Regions from separate parts of the Mus musculus genome. Here region 1 is linked to region 2. The links are chromatin contacts, called in public Hi-C maps. All regions are on one chromosome and are shown on one strand. The core of a region is the stretch at or near the end of the contact, and the rest is flanking DNA. Distances in the headings are between cores, read along the strand shown.

Region 1 (6,243 bases), core at 1,460-3,959, 110 kb after region 2:
GATGCAAATAGTCCGTGGGTCACTGCTGGTAAGGCTCTAACAAGCAGGCACAGCTGATCTGAGGGAGTGCTCAGAGGAACACTCTGTCCACAGCAGGGACATAGTGTGAGCTGCAGATGCTCAGCTCATCCGCGGCACTAGGACTGGGTGGAGGAGAAACAATGTTTAAGATACCGGGAACACCCGGGCAGTGGTGGCGCATGCCTGTAATCCCAGCACTTGGGAGGCAGAGGCAGGCAGAATTCTGAGTTCGAGGTCAGCCTGGTCTACAGAGTGAGTTCCAGGACAGCCAGGGCTATACAGGGAAACCCTGTCTCGAAGGGGGGGGGGGGTAGAGGGAGCAGTTATAAATACTATTCTGTAGAAAACTCGTTTAATTGTTGTATGTGACAGACGCGGTAATAAACTGGCCACAATGGCTGTTCCACGATGGGGGGTAGGCATTGTCTACAAGAGAGAGAAAATATCCAGCTGAGAAGAGATGGGGGATAAGCGATCTGGGATCGGCCAGGGCGATCTGGGAGAGAAGGAAGGACAGCTGGAGAGGGAGGAGGAGAAGGGGATGGGGGAGGGAGGAGGGAGGAGGGACTTGGTGCACTTTGGGTAAATTAATAGGACGCAATCTGGTGGTTTCAATGAAAATGGCCCCCAGAGGTGTGTCACTATTAGGAGGTGTGGCCTTGATGGAACAGGTGTAGCCTTGTTGGAGGAAGTGTGTCAGTGGTGTGGGCTTTAAGGTCTCAGAAGTTAAGACAAGCCTACTGTGTCTCTCTCTTCCTGCTGCCTAGACATCCAGATGTAGAACTCTTAGCTTCCTCTCCAGCACCAGGTCAGCTCATGCTTCTCACCATGACGATAACGGACTAAGCCTCTGAACTGAAAGCCAGCCCCAAATAATGTTTTTGCCTTTATAAGAGTTGCCACGATCATGGTATCTCTTCACAGCAATGAAATACTAAAACAAAACCATATTGTATATTTTCTCCCTCAACATATATAATTACTAAAACCACATAGAAATGATAAAAAAAAAAGGGGGGGGGGGCTGGAGAGATGGCTCAGTGGTTAAGAGCACCAACTATTCTTCCAGAAGTCCTGAGTTCCATTCCCAGCAACCACATGGTGGCTCACAACCATCTGTAATGGGGTCTGATGCCCTCTTCTGGTGTGTCTGAAGACAGCTACAGTGTATTTATATATAATAAATAAATAAGTCTTTGGGAAAAAATAAATGATAAAAGAATTTGTTCACTTTACTATTCTGTAAGTATTTTACTGTAATGTTAGCTTGGTCTGGACCACTATGTCAATAAGATTCCATTATGACTCAGGGAGATCTGGTGTGCAAAGATGTGGGTTACACCTTGCTTTGAGGTACTCCTCTGCTGCTCTTCCTGGAGGGCGGGGGTTGTTTTGTTTTCATTTATTTATTTTTGAACGCAGGTTTCACTGTGTTTTCCAGACTGATTTCTTTCTTTCTTTCTTTTTTTATTAGATATTTTCTTTAATGCTATCCCAAAAGTACCCTATACCCTCCCTCCACCCTGCTTCCCTACCCACTCACTCCTGCTTCTTGGCCCTGGCATTCCCCTGTACTGGGGCATATAAAGTTTGCAAGACCAAGGGGCCTCTCTTCCCAATGATGGCCAACTAGGCCATCTTCTGCTATACATGCAGGTAGAGACACGAGATCTGGGGGTACTGGTTAGTTCATATTGTTGTTCCACCTATAGGGTTGCAGACCCCTTCAGCTCCTTGGGTGCTTTCTCTAGCTTCTCCATTGGGGGCCCTGTGTTCCATCTTATAGATGACTGTGAGCATCCACTTCTGTATTTGCCAGGCACTGGCATAGACTCATACAAGACAGCTTGTAACAGGGTCCCTTCAGCAAAATCTTTCTGGCATATGCAATAGTGTCTGGGTTTGGTGGCTGATTATGGGATGGATCCCTGGGTGGGGTAGTCTCTGTATAGTCCATCCTTTCGTCTTAGCTCCAAACTTTGTCTCTGTAACTCCTTCCATGGGTATTTTGTTTCCTATCTTAAGGAGGAATGAAGTATCCACCCATTGGTCTTCCCTCTTCTTGATTTTCTTGTGTTTTGCAAATTGTATCTTGGGTGTTCTGTTTCTGGGCTAATATCCACTTATGAGTGAGTGCATATCTAATGACTTCTTTTGTGATTGGGTTACCTCACTAAGGATGATATCCTCCAGATACATCCATTTGTCCAAGAATTTCATAAATCCATTGTTTTTAATAACTGAGTAGTACTCTGCTGTGTAAATGTACTACATTTTCTGTTCCGGACTGATTTTTAACTCTTGGGCTGAAGTAATCTTCTCTCAGCCAACGACCTAAGGCGACAGGCAGGAGTCGCCACACTCACTTCCCAGCTGTGCTGCTTTAAGCAAGAGCTGCTTAACCGCAGTTGACCTGTTTGAACGGGGGGGGGGGGGGGGGGGGGGGGAAATAATAGAGAGATAAAAACACCTCCCTCAAGTGGAGTATTTATTGGTGACAAGGGGATGGAAAAGAGCCAACAATTATTGAGTACAAAGCAATTTATACCGGTCCCTGAGGTAAGTGCTTCGCAAGCATCAACTCAAATTACAAACTATGTGTTCAGAGAACTGATAACCCTTGAGCAGAGTGTGGATGTTGCTTTGAAAATCCCTCGGAAGTTATGTCAGCCAAAAGCTGGCAGGAAGCAAACGGTCCTGTCCGTGGGGTGAACTAGAGGAGACTTTGACGATGACGTAACCACTTAGGAAGATCTATGTCATGTCTAAAAGAAAGTAAACGGAAGATGACGAAACGCTGCAGGACGAGCAACCACCGCCAAGGAGCCTGCAGGGACAAAGAGTGTCCTCAAGTCATCAAGTAACTGTGAGGGGAGAAAGTGGGCGGAGGGCGGGGGGGGGGGAGCGAGGGGGGGGGGTTGCAAGGCCCGGGTCACATGACCCGGCCGTGCGGAGAACCTAAGGGAGTAAAATTCCTGCATCACTCTGCTCACGATCAACTTCAAACCCTGTTTCCTCTGAGTTGAAACGTTGGCTCCTTGAGGGAGGAGGGAGGCTCCTGACACACAGAAGTAAAGTTAGGAAATTCAGGAAAGCGACCAAACTTATAAGACTCAGGAAACTGAGGAGGTTAGGAGATTCAGATGGCTCCCCCTGCGCGAGGGTGGAGGGAAGTGGGGTGGGGGGCGTAGCCCCAGAGCACATCTATAGCTGAAGAGAGGAGCTCGACACGCTTAGAATTCTGCTAAGAGCATACTGAGAATATGTTTTTTTGCTGTGTTGTTGTTGTCGAAGTAGTTACGTTCTTTTTCTTTTTCGGTTTTCGAGACCGTTTCTCCGTGTAGCCTTTGCTGTCCTGGAACTCACTCTGTAGACCAGGCTGACCTTGAACTCCCAGAGATTCACCTGCCTCTGCCTCCCGAGTGGTGGGCGTAAAGGCGTGCACCACCTCTACCTCGCCTGGTTCAGAGACTATTTTTACCGTTTTAATAAATAGAGATAAAAGTTTTGATCCCCTCAATCCCTTTTACTGCCTTGAATGTTACACAACAGAGTTATAACAAAACATGTACACAAACACCAATATGCTGAAGATGGCAGAATAAATAGAACTAAGCTATACACTGGTTGTTACAGACATAATATACAGCCTTCACATCAATAAAGACAGGGGTGAGAATCTTTAATCCTAGCACATGGGAGGCAGAGGCAGGTGAATCTCTGTGAGTTCAAGGCCAGCCTGGTCTACAGAGTGAGTTCTAGGACAGCCAGGGCTACACAGAGAAACCTTAGCTCCAAAAAACAAAACACACACTTAACAGGTTCCTGGGGGGCGGGGGGGGGGCGCTCAGTGGCACACTGTTGTTCCCAGTAACTTAGGGCATTGGTGCAAGAGGCTCCCACAGCCAGCCTAGGTAGCATGCCAGTGCTTCATTTCAACACTAAAGGGGAGAGGACTGGGTACAAAAAAAGGTGTAGCAAGCACATACCAGGTAAAATGGAAATAGCTCAGCTATACCAACAGTAAGTCAAAGAGAATTTAGGAGAAAAAAGTCATAAATAAGAAAGAAGCCATCGGTGTATCTTTCTCAAAAAACTGTTTAAACACATGAAAAAACTTAAGATGAAAAAAAAAAGTCATTGTGGGCTGGAGAGATGGCTCAGCAATTAAGAGCACTGACTGCTCTTCCAGAGGTCCTGAGTTCAAATCCCAGCAACCACATGGTGGCTCACAACCATCTGTAAACAGATCTGATGCCCTCTTCTGGTGTTTCTGAAGACAGCCACAGTGTACTCATATAAGTAAAATAAATAATTCTTTTTAAAAGAAAGTCATTGTGTGGCAATAACTGGTGTTAGCATGTGTATCTTCCTGAGTAATTCCCTTTATGCCTCCACCCACGGGAAATAACTCTTTATCTATATTCTATAGGAGACTAATATGCAATAATTATAGAGTATATGTATCCTAAAAAGCAAAAGGAAGGATGGCATTCTAACTAATACTTCCTATCTCTCCTTCCAGGTACTTTATTGGATCTGAATAAATGTGCCATGTGTTTTTTGGCAAAATTGTATCCTAGCCAGATATATAACCCCATGTTCATAACCCCAGCCCTTAAGAAGTGGAGACAGGAAGACAGCAAGCTTGTCGTTAGCTTCAGCCACATAGAGAAACCCTATCTTAAACTCCCCAGAACACTAACAAGAACACTAAAAGGAGCAATGGACTCAGAAGGACACGTCTTGTGTGTTCTCTCTTAATCTGAGTGTGGGATGTGTGGAAGTAGGAAGAAGCTGGGAGTGCCAGGGACAGGCCAGAAGGTGATGGAGGTTGTTATGCTCATAGTATTTGCCTGCCTGAGAGAACTCCAGCCCTATTATTTTGTATACTTAATATCCAATAATAAAATGTTTCTAAATGACATCATTATAAGTATCTTTTCCCCACCTATCCAAGCACATAATACATAGTGCAATTTTCTATAGAGAGAAAATTTTCATCAGTCTAATGCATATATTATCTATTCTAGTCTACTTTATTTATTTATTTATTTATTTATTTATTTATTTATTTATTTATTGAGACAGGGTTTCTCTGTGTAGCCTTAGCTGTCCTGGAACTCACTCTGTAGACCAGGCTGGCCTCAGATTCATAGAGATCTGCCTCCTGAGTGCTGAGATTAAAGGCATATGCCACCACCGCCTGACAAAATGGTTTTTATGGCATTGTATTTTCACTCTTGAAACTAGGCTTATCTTGTATTTTCCATGCAAAAAAAAAAAAAAATATGTGTGATTACTCCAGAGACCTTCATATTGGTAATGGGGTTAATGGTCATTGTCACTAAAATATCTGATGCTGGCTTCAGTGGGAGAGGAAACACCTAGCTTCACAGAGCCTTGAAGTGCCATGGTAGGGAAATACCCAGGGGAGCCCCCACTCACTCAGAAGAGAAGGCAGGGGCATGTAAGGATTGTGGCAGGGGCTGACTGGGCCCGATGTAAAATGAATAAGTAAAAAATAAAAATAAAATAAAATAAAATAAAATAAAAACTACATGGTGACTGTATTGGAGAATTTATATATAAACTCAGCGAGCAAAAATTGCTCAACTAGGGCTGGAGAGATGGTTCAGCGGGTAAGAGCACTGACTGCTCTTCTAGAGGTCCTGAGTTCAAATCCCAGCAACCACATGGTGGCTCACAACCATCCGTAATGAGATCTGATACCCTCTTCTGGGGTGTCTGAAGACAGCGACAGTATACTTAGATATAATAAATAAATAAATCTTAAAAAAAAAAAAAAACTCAAGTAGATCAAGAGCAGTGACCATCGAATGATCCAGGATGCGACTGAGTTGGAGAAGGCACAGCGGGCTCGGTTCAGCAGCAGCATCACCTCTGTGACATTCAGAAGAGCAACATAATCACCACTTTGGAGGTCGGTCACCTTACAGGAACAGCTCCATAAAATATAGAAATAGGTAAGGAATCATGTAGGCTATCGGGTTTCCGTACAGGATGTGGAGGGCGGAGCAGGAGAAACTGGGAAGAGGAGGAGTGGGGGGGGGGGAGGGGGGGGAGCAGCTTAGGGTGGAGCCCTGTCCTGGAGCGCATCTGTATACAGTAGGAAATGAGACAGTTGGCAGATACAATAGATCTAAAGGTGTTCGAAAAGAAGCCTCAAACTCAGCCGGTTGTGGGAGTGCGTCTGTCTCA
Region 2 (7,336 bases), core at 2,724-5,223:
GCTGGTGTGACACACAGGCTATACCTGCACCCAGAAGCTGCCTCTGACTCTGGAGCTGAGTCTACCTGGCAGTTTGATGCTCTGCCTCCTCAGCAGAGCACAGGATGCTCAAGAGGGATGCTGCATCCTGTGAATGTACAGTCCACTGATGCTACAGCTAGTCTACAGGCCTGAGAAGGAAGAAGGTATATGGGGGACTCTCACAGGCTGGAGAAATTCCCTAAAGATGATGCTGTAGGTTAAGCCCCCAGCTGCACCTGCCCTTCTCAGAATGACACTTAGGCCTTAGCCACACTGCTTATATCAACAGAGCCAGCCATTCCCCTTCCAATGTTTTAACCTACCATGCTCGAATGCCTTGGGGATCTCTCACCACCCTCTTTGCACATTGTATGGCTGCAGTGATGTCATCCTGCAGCAGAGCTGAAAGACAAGGGTGAGGAGTGACAAGGACAGTTATAGAACCACTTCAGGTCGGATCCAGCCAGCCTTCTCTGTAACAGGGAGCACTGAATATAGGGAATTACTTCCCAAGTATCTGTGCATCTGTTATTATTGGAGACAGCCTCCTGCTTCTCTCACAAAGCCATGCCTGCAGTAACAAATACTGACCTGAATTCTCCTCTTAAAGAGAGAATAACATTATGGTAGCAATATTCTGTGCTTGAAAACAACATGCTGTAGTCTTTGGTCTTAAAGCAGCTGGGCTCCTTCCATTGTGACCCCACTTCTCATTTACAGAGTCCCTGGTGGGTCTGGGATATGCTTCAGTGGTCGTGGGGTTGAGCTTGTGAATCTGATCGGGATCACAGCATCCCAGCCCTGGTGAAAAGTAACGAAGCCACGAGGCAGAGAGGACTCACTGGAGGGTGTGTGACTGTCGGCTAGGGTGAGGGCAGGCCCTGTTCATGTGCACACTGGGAAACAGAGCAGGCAGAGAACTGTCACCTGGGCATCTCCCAGGGAAAATGCATCCTAAAGAAAAACCAGGGGTTGGAGAGATGGCTCGGTGGCTAAGAGCACCGGATGCTCTTCCAGAGGATTCAATTCCCAGAACCCACATGGCAGGTCACAACTGTCTGTAACTCCAGTTCCAGGAGATCTGATGCCCTGTTCTGGCCTACACTGGTACCAGGAACACATGGTGACCAGAATCATATCGGGCAAAATTTCACACACAGAGATAAATTAATACTTTAAAAAGAAAACAGAGTATGAGGCTTTTATGTATAAAGATTTTCCTAGCAGGTTATAACTAGTAAAACAGAAGGAGCCCAGCTGCTTTGTGACTTGAGACTTAAGAGTGCTGTTTTCAAGCAGAGAATATTGCTCCTGTAATTTTAGTCTCTCTTTAACGGGAGAATCCAGGTCAGTATTTGTTACTCCAGATGTGGTTTTCAGGAATAGCCATATCATGGAGCTGTGTTAAGTATAATTTATGTAAAACTGTAAAATCTTTACATGTCTCGGTGTGAGCACATATGTGCATCATATAACTTTAAATGTACGGACAGCATAGATTAACGTTCTATAGGAGCACTTTCCAAAGGTTTCAGTTAAATCGATCCTTGAGTGCTCACACTGGGAGTCACACTCCTTTGCTGGAGTTTTCTAACACTTCCCAGTGACTGTAGATGAGTGACTAGAACGCTGTTAAAGTCAGACTAAGCAGGTAACAAGGAAAGCCCAAAAGTCCATCTTCTCTTGAAAAATTGACAACCAAGTTTAAAAGAGTAGGGATTAGGGCTGGAGAGATGGCTTAGTGGTTAAGAGCCCTGACTGCTCTTCCAAAGGTCCTGAGTTCAAATCCCAGCAACCACATGGTGGCTCACAACCATCTGTCACGAGATCTGGCACCCTCTTCTGTCAGATGACTGCCCTGGGAGCAGTCCACAGTGTTTTTCAGACAGGGTCTGCCATTTGCAACTGGCTTGCAGAGTAGGCTGTGCTGGGTGGCCAGTGAGCCACACAGATTGGCCTGTGCTGGGGTTATATACCCATGTCACCAAACTCAGCTTTTTTTGTGGCTGCTGGGGGTCAAACTGTGATGACTCTTCCACCAGAACTATCTGTCCAGCCTCTATTTATTTCATTTCATCTATTCACTCATTGATTTTGGAGGTGCACCTAGGGCCCTCTGAGCTGTAAACAGGGTATTCTATTGCCAAACACAGTGTGAGCCTACTGCCCTACTTGGTTCATTTGATGACTCTCTAACAGTGAAGGCAGCTTCCCCAGGTTCCTGATGCTTCTCCCAGTGTTACTCCTCCTGCACAGAATCTCTGCTCTTGCAGAAAGAGCAGAATGGTTGTTTGTTAGCACTGTACCCCACCATTTCTTACCACTGCAATTGATCCCACAGGCATTCACAGCTCTTGGGGTTTTGCCATCATTACACCAGTATCGGCTATTGATCTGAAATATCCCATAGTCAGTGCTTTGGTCTCCACGGTTGTAGTTTGTAGCTCGTGTGTTATAATTGCTCTCGTGCTGAGCTAAACACACCCCTGAGAAGGAAAAGAAAATTTATCAATAAGCATCAACCGCAAATGATCCATATTTGATACCAAAATCAGCCTTTTGAGCTGGCTGAATTTTAGAAGTGATGTACTAGAAATACAATCATGTGGTTAAATTATAGAATATGCTACCACTAGTTCAGCCTGTGTCTGGCTGTGTTGCCTAGGGTAGTCTCTGGTGACAAGTGATCCTCCTGCCTCTGTCCTTCAGGTAGGTAGAACTGCTGTGCCCAATCAGCGAGTAATTTTCAAGTGCCCCAAAGAAAACCCCTTGGAGGACAAATCAAAGAATAACCAGGTTAAGGGCCTTTTAAAACGTAACCCTGCCCCAGTGGTGCTCAGTTTTATTTCCTGCAGTTGTTAGGCAGAGGCTGGTGAGTCTGTGTGAGTTTGAGACCAGCCTGGTCTGCATAGCAAGTTCTAGGTCAGCCAGTGCTCTGTGGTGAAACCCCACTGCCTTCCAAATGAAATAGGTAATTCTCTCATTGCTTTTACCATCACCCCTGCCCCCCTGAGCTTGCAACCTCCTGCCTCAGCCTCCCATTGCTTGGATTCCAGGATTGTACACCATCACAAATGTCTAGTGAGAATACATAAAGCAAGAACCTCAGGACAGAAAAGGCTATTCTGCAGGTCCATCCATCCATCCCTCCATCCATCCATCCATCCATCCATCCATCCACACACACATCACTCTGCTCAGTAGCAGGCACCTCAATGGAATCTGATTGTGATAACATAGATGACGTAAGCCACGAGGAACTGTTCCTCCTCCACATCTTTCCTTGTGTGACGCTAAAGGCCACCCCAGAATCAAGAACGCTGCTAAGTCACTTAATACTCAGTTTCTGAGAACCTCATTTATCCACCAATTAGGGGCAAATAGGATCGCTCTGACTTGTGCACATAGGTCAAAAAACGTATCTCAAAAGTTACACACCACGGTAAGAGAAGTGAAGACAAATACCATGTCAGTCCAGGATCTCTGGCTGACTCTCCCATCTCTTCTCAGCCCCCTTACTCATGTTGAGTCTGAAGCAACAGAAAATTTAGTGACAGTCCCTGAGCCCCTCAGGTCCTGTTGCCTTACCATGGCACACAATGTCCCTTCCAAGCCCTCACCCCAGCATCTCTAATTCAAAAGACAAAAACTGATGCTTTCTGTCAAATGACCTCAGTCACACAGGGAACAACCATGACAGTGTATGCTGCAGTTTCCTCTCTGGTCACTCACTGCTCCCCTGTCCCTGTTCTGAGCGATTAGCTGGAGCCATCAAGAAGAGACTTACAGTCGGCCAGGCTGACTCCATAGTAGCCAGCCATTCCATTCCTTTTCAGAGTTCTGGCAAACTCACAACGTTCATAGACCTTGGCCTGAGCAGTGACAGAAAGCAGGAGGAGTCCCAGAGTCAGGAGAGTCTTCATGGTGACTGGAGGCTGGGTCAGCTGCTGGCTGACTAGAGAAAGCATGCCTGCTATTTAAGCATCCTCCAAGTCCCTCCTTTCCCAACAGCTTGTGGTTTCCTACATTTGAGCTGTGTGCAAAACAGGAAGTTCCTACCGATCTATGGACTTCAGCACTTGATCTTCCTTCTTCATTTATGTGATGAGAGAAATTCTGGCAGCCCAAGAATAAGCATACAGTATTTATTTTAAAATGCTTAAACATTTGAGACACTCCAGAGTCTCTCCCTTCTGCCTTTAGCTAGTCTGCAATGCTGCTGTGAAATAATGGCTTCTGTTTTTCCTCATCTCTTGGAATGCATTTATCCTTTTTCTTCAGCATATCCCTAAAGTTCTATTTTGCAGGAATTTCATCCCTCTCTTGCCCAGCAAAGGTAGTAGATCTGTGTTTTTAGTGTAGGAGATTGGAGTGAAAGCATCTGTAAAGTGTATTTTGAACACGATCAAGAAAAGGGAAAAGATTTGCCACTTGATTCCTGAGCTGGGACATTCCTTACTCCTTGCCATGGTGGATCCTCTACTGACTAATACACTCACATCCCAGTGGGTCCTCAGCACAGAACAACACAGCAAGGTATGCTTAATACTGAGTCCAACATCCAACTATGGTCAGCTAACATTCGTTTTAAACCAGTGCTCTTAATTATTTAAAAAGCATTTCCCTGTGTGTTACTTACAGAAAACTGGACTGTATGTTTTTTCTATGTCTAAAATAAAAAAAAAGAAAAGGAAATATTAGGCTGTATTTCAGAAGAGAATGGCACAAAAATGACAACAAATGGAATGTGTGGTTTTTAGTTTTCAATTATTATTTGTGTTTTATGTGTATAGACATTCTTGCCTGCATGTATGTCTGTGCATCCCCTATGTGCCTGATCCTACGGAGGTCAGAAAAGGGTGTCAGATCCTTGGGGTGGAGTTACAGACAGCTGTGGGCATACTCATGGGTGCTGAGGAATTGAACCTGGGTACTATGGGAGAATGAGTGCTCTCCAGTGATGAGCCATCTCTCCAGTCCCTGTGGGCATCCTTAGAAAACAACACTGTTGGAAAGCCAAGCACTGGGTCCTGGCCCTGGACTAGGGGACAGACTCTATGGTGCACACAAAGCCATCCCTTTGCCCTCTCCCTAATCATCACTCATGCAGTTACTGTGCTGGGTGAGGAGGCTCCTTACTTCCGGTTGTCACCCTGAGACACACTGAATGTACTGGTCTAGTGTGCCGATTAGAAACGGAAGGGCTAGCCGAGCATGGTGTTGCATGCCTTTAATGCCAGCACTTGGGAGGCAGAGGCAGGTGGATTTCTGAGTTGAGGCCAGCCTGGTCTACAAAGTGAGTTCCAGGACAGCCAGGGCTACACAGAGAAACTCTGTCTCAGAAAAACAAAAAACAAGAAAGAAAGAAAAGGAAAAAAGGGAAGGACTGATTTAGATGTCCTAAATTATTTGTCCTGGAGCAGGAGATACGGACAGTGACAAGATTTAATCTTATTTTATTATCCCCTTCAGATAATAGGCTGAGCAAGAGATTTAATAGTAAAATAGCAAATTCCCATAATTTTGGGTAGAAATTTGTCCTACACAGAAATTTGCTATATACTAGATGTTTTATTTGGTAAGTTATATAAATTTTGCTATGTTTTTTATTATATGTGTTTTATGTATATGTGAACACTATAGCTGTCTTCAGATATACCAGAAGAGGTTACTGGATCCCATTAGAGATGGTTGTGAGCCACTATGTGGTTTTTGGGGATTGAACTTGGGACCTCTCAGAAGAGCAGTCAGTGCTCTTAACCATTGAGCCGTCTCTGCAGCCCACAAGGACAGTTTTCCTCTTACACATTTGGGTACAGGTCTCTGCAGGAAAACCTTTTAATACCATATCTTAATTTCCAGCATTAAGTGCAAAAGGAAGATTCCATCATATTCAGTACTAATTCTAGTGATTCCTGGTACTTTAATAAATGAGAAAGAGTGCTTTGGAGCCTAGAGAAGTGGCTCCGAATTTGAAAGCACTGCTGCTCCTCCAGAGGACCCGAGTTTGATTCCCACCACATCAGTCAGCTGGAAGCTGCCTGTGTCTCCAGCTCCATGGTTGTCCACTTCTTCTGGGCTCGGTGGCACTAGTTCTCATGCACACAGCCACACATATGCACGGTTCAAATGATCACTAAAGGTTCTAAAAAGAGTGCTTTTTATACTGTCAAATGGGACAGAATGAACACACGTTTCTCACCAACAGGCACAAATTCGTGCCTTCCTGGGAAACACTTTCTTGGTCATTTTCCCTTGGCCTAACAGAACAAAGCTGTTTAAATCCAAACAAGACGCAGATTCCATGGCAGGCCTTCCTGTTCCCCACTCCTACCTTTCAACTTCGCTGCGAGTAACACCACTCAAGCCACTCCCTGTGCAGAGCCCTTCGAGGGATCCACAGATATGCCTTAAGTTTTGTGAAGTGTGGAGCCACTCTCCAGAGTGTTGTAGCTGAGGGGTAGGGCCTGCTTTGGCAAGTGCAGCAGCCATTGTGGGGCACGGCCAGCTCTGGGCATCCCTTGGACATAAACATGGTACCTGATGGCAGCCCACAACAGGGATGTCCATATGACCTTCAGGGATAACATCGACATAGACCACCCCTGCTATATAGCCACAAACCCAGACACTGTCCTCAGTGGCATCATGGGCCAGGACCAAACCATGGCTTCAAGTGGCAGGACAGGCTACTCACATCCTTTCTAATCATGAACAACACATCACCAGCTCTGCCTCTCCTCATTTTGCACACACTTTCCTACTTCTCTTTCTTTCCCATCTCTCCACTCTTACTTGTTCCTCTTAGCAGGAGGGGGTAGTGGGGTGTGTTGCAATTGGGTGTAGCAGAGGACAGCGGTTTCCCTTCCCTAGTTTATCTAGGGATACTTCGGGCTCTTTAGGCTCCAGAAACTCCTCTGGTGCAGCCTGTTCCTCATCACAGTATTGGGATTACAAGTGCCAACCACTCACTCATCACTCTCCACCAGCTCCCTTTGGACTCAAGTGTCCCTATTTCTGTCTGATACAACGATCCTTCAGAAAAGAGGCAGCCTCAAGGACTCCTGTCTGAAGCTGGAGAAAACGCTCAGTGATGCTAATATTTGGGCCCACAGAGAAACACCAGCTTTACTCCACTTCTTCTGGGATGGCTTGCCCTGATCTTGGGCTTTCCATTCAGGTCCTTAGTGCTTAAGGCTCCATGGTCAACCAAAGATGGCAAGTACTAGATAGACGCTACTGAAGGAAAAACCAAACAGAAAGGACTAAGAGGAAACAGCAACAGAAAATGAAAAACAGTCACAATGACAGCCTT

What was found. A called contact is a pair of places that touch in the nucleus more often than the background predicts.
Region 1: a contact with region 2 is called in a Hi-C map of nephron progenitors, with 3 times the contacts expected there. The contact joins the enhancer-like site here to the promoter of Lyz2 in region 2. A contact is called at or near these places in 4 of 39 promoter capture datasets (the 3T3-L1 cell line, 3T3-L1-derived adipocytes and macrophages), 1 of 15 datasets of contacts at CTCF or cohesin (pro-B cells), 13 of 484 Hi-C or Micro-C datasets (the AML12 cell line, the Ba/F3 cell line, the HL-1 cell line and 8 more), 2 of 115 datasets of contacts at active chromatin or transcription factors (both in embryonic stem cells) and 2 of 9 other capture datasets (adipose tissue and liver).

The regions. Positions count from the first base shown.
Region 1 is chr10:117,390,637-117,396,879 of GRCm38.p6, forward strand. No RefSeq gene overlaps it. Among named protein-coding and RNA genes, the nearest start is that of Cpsf6, 17 kb to the left of the region's middle. Within about 2 kb of position 2,710, at least 176 of the 459 cell types and tissues checked have an H3K27ac peak or open chromatin away from gene starts, as enhancers often do. A contact at or near this core is called in the AML12 cell line, the Ba/F3 cell line, adipose tissue and 4 more, where this site is marked.
Region 2 is chr10:117,278,299-117,285,634 of GRCm38.p6, forward strand. It overlaps Lyz2 (lysozyme 2), which reads right to left and starts at 3,974. Exons shown (of 4, transcript NM_017372.3): 1 at 3,809-3,974; 2 at 2,343-2,507; 3 at 345-423. The coding sequence starts at 3,944.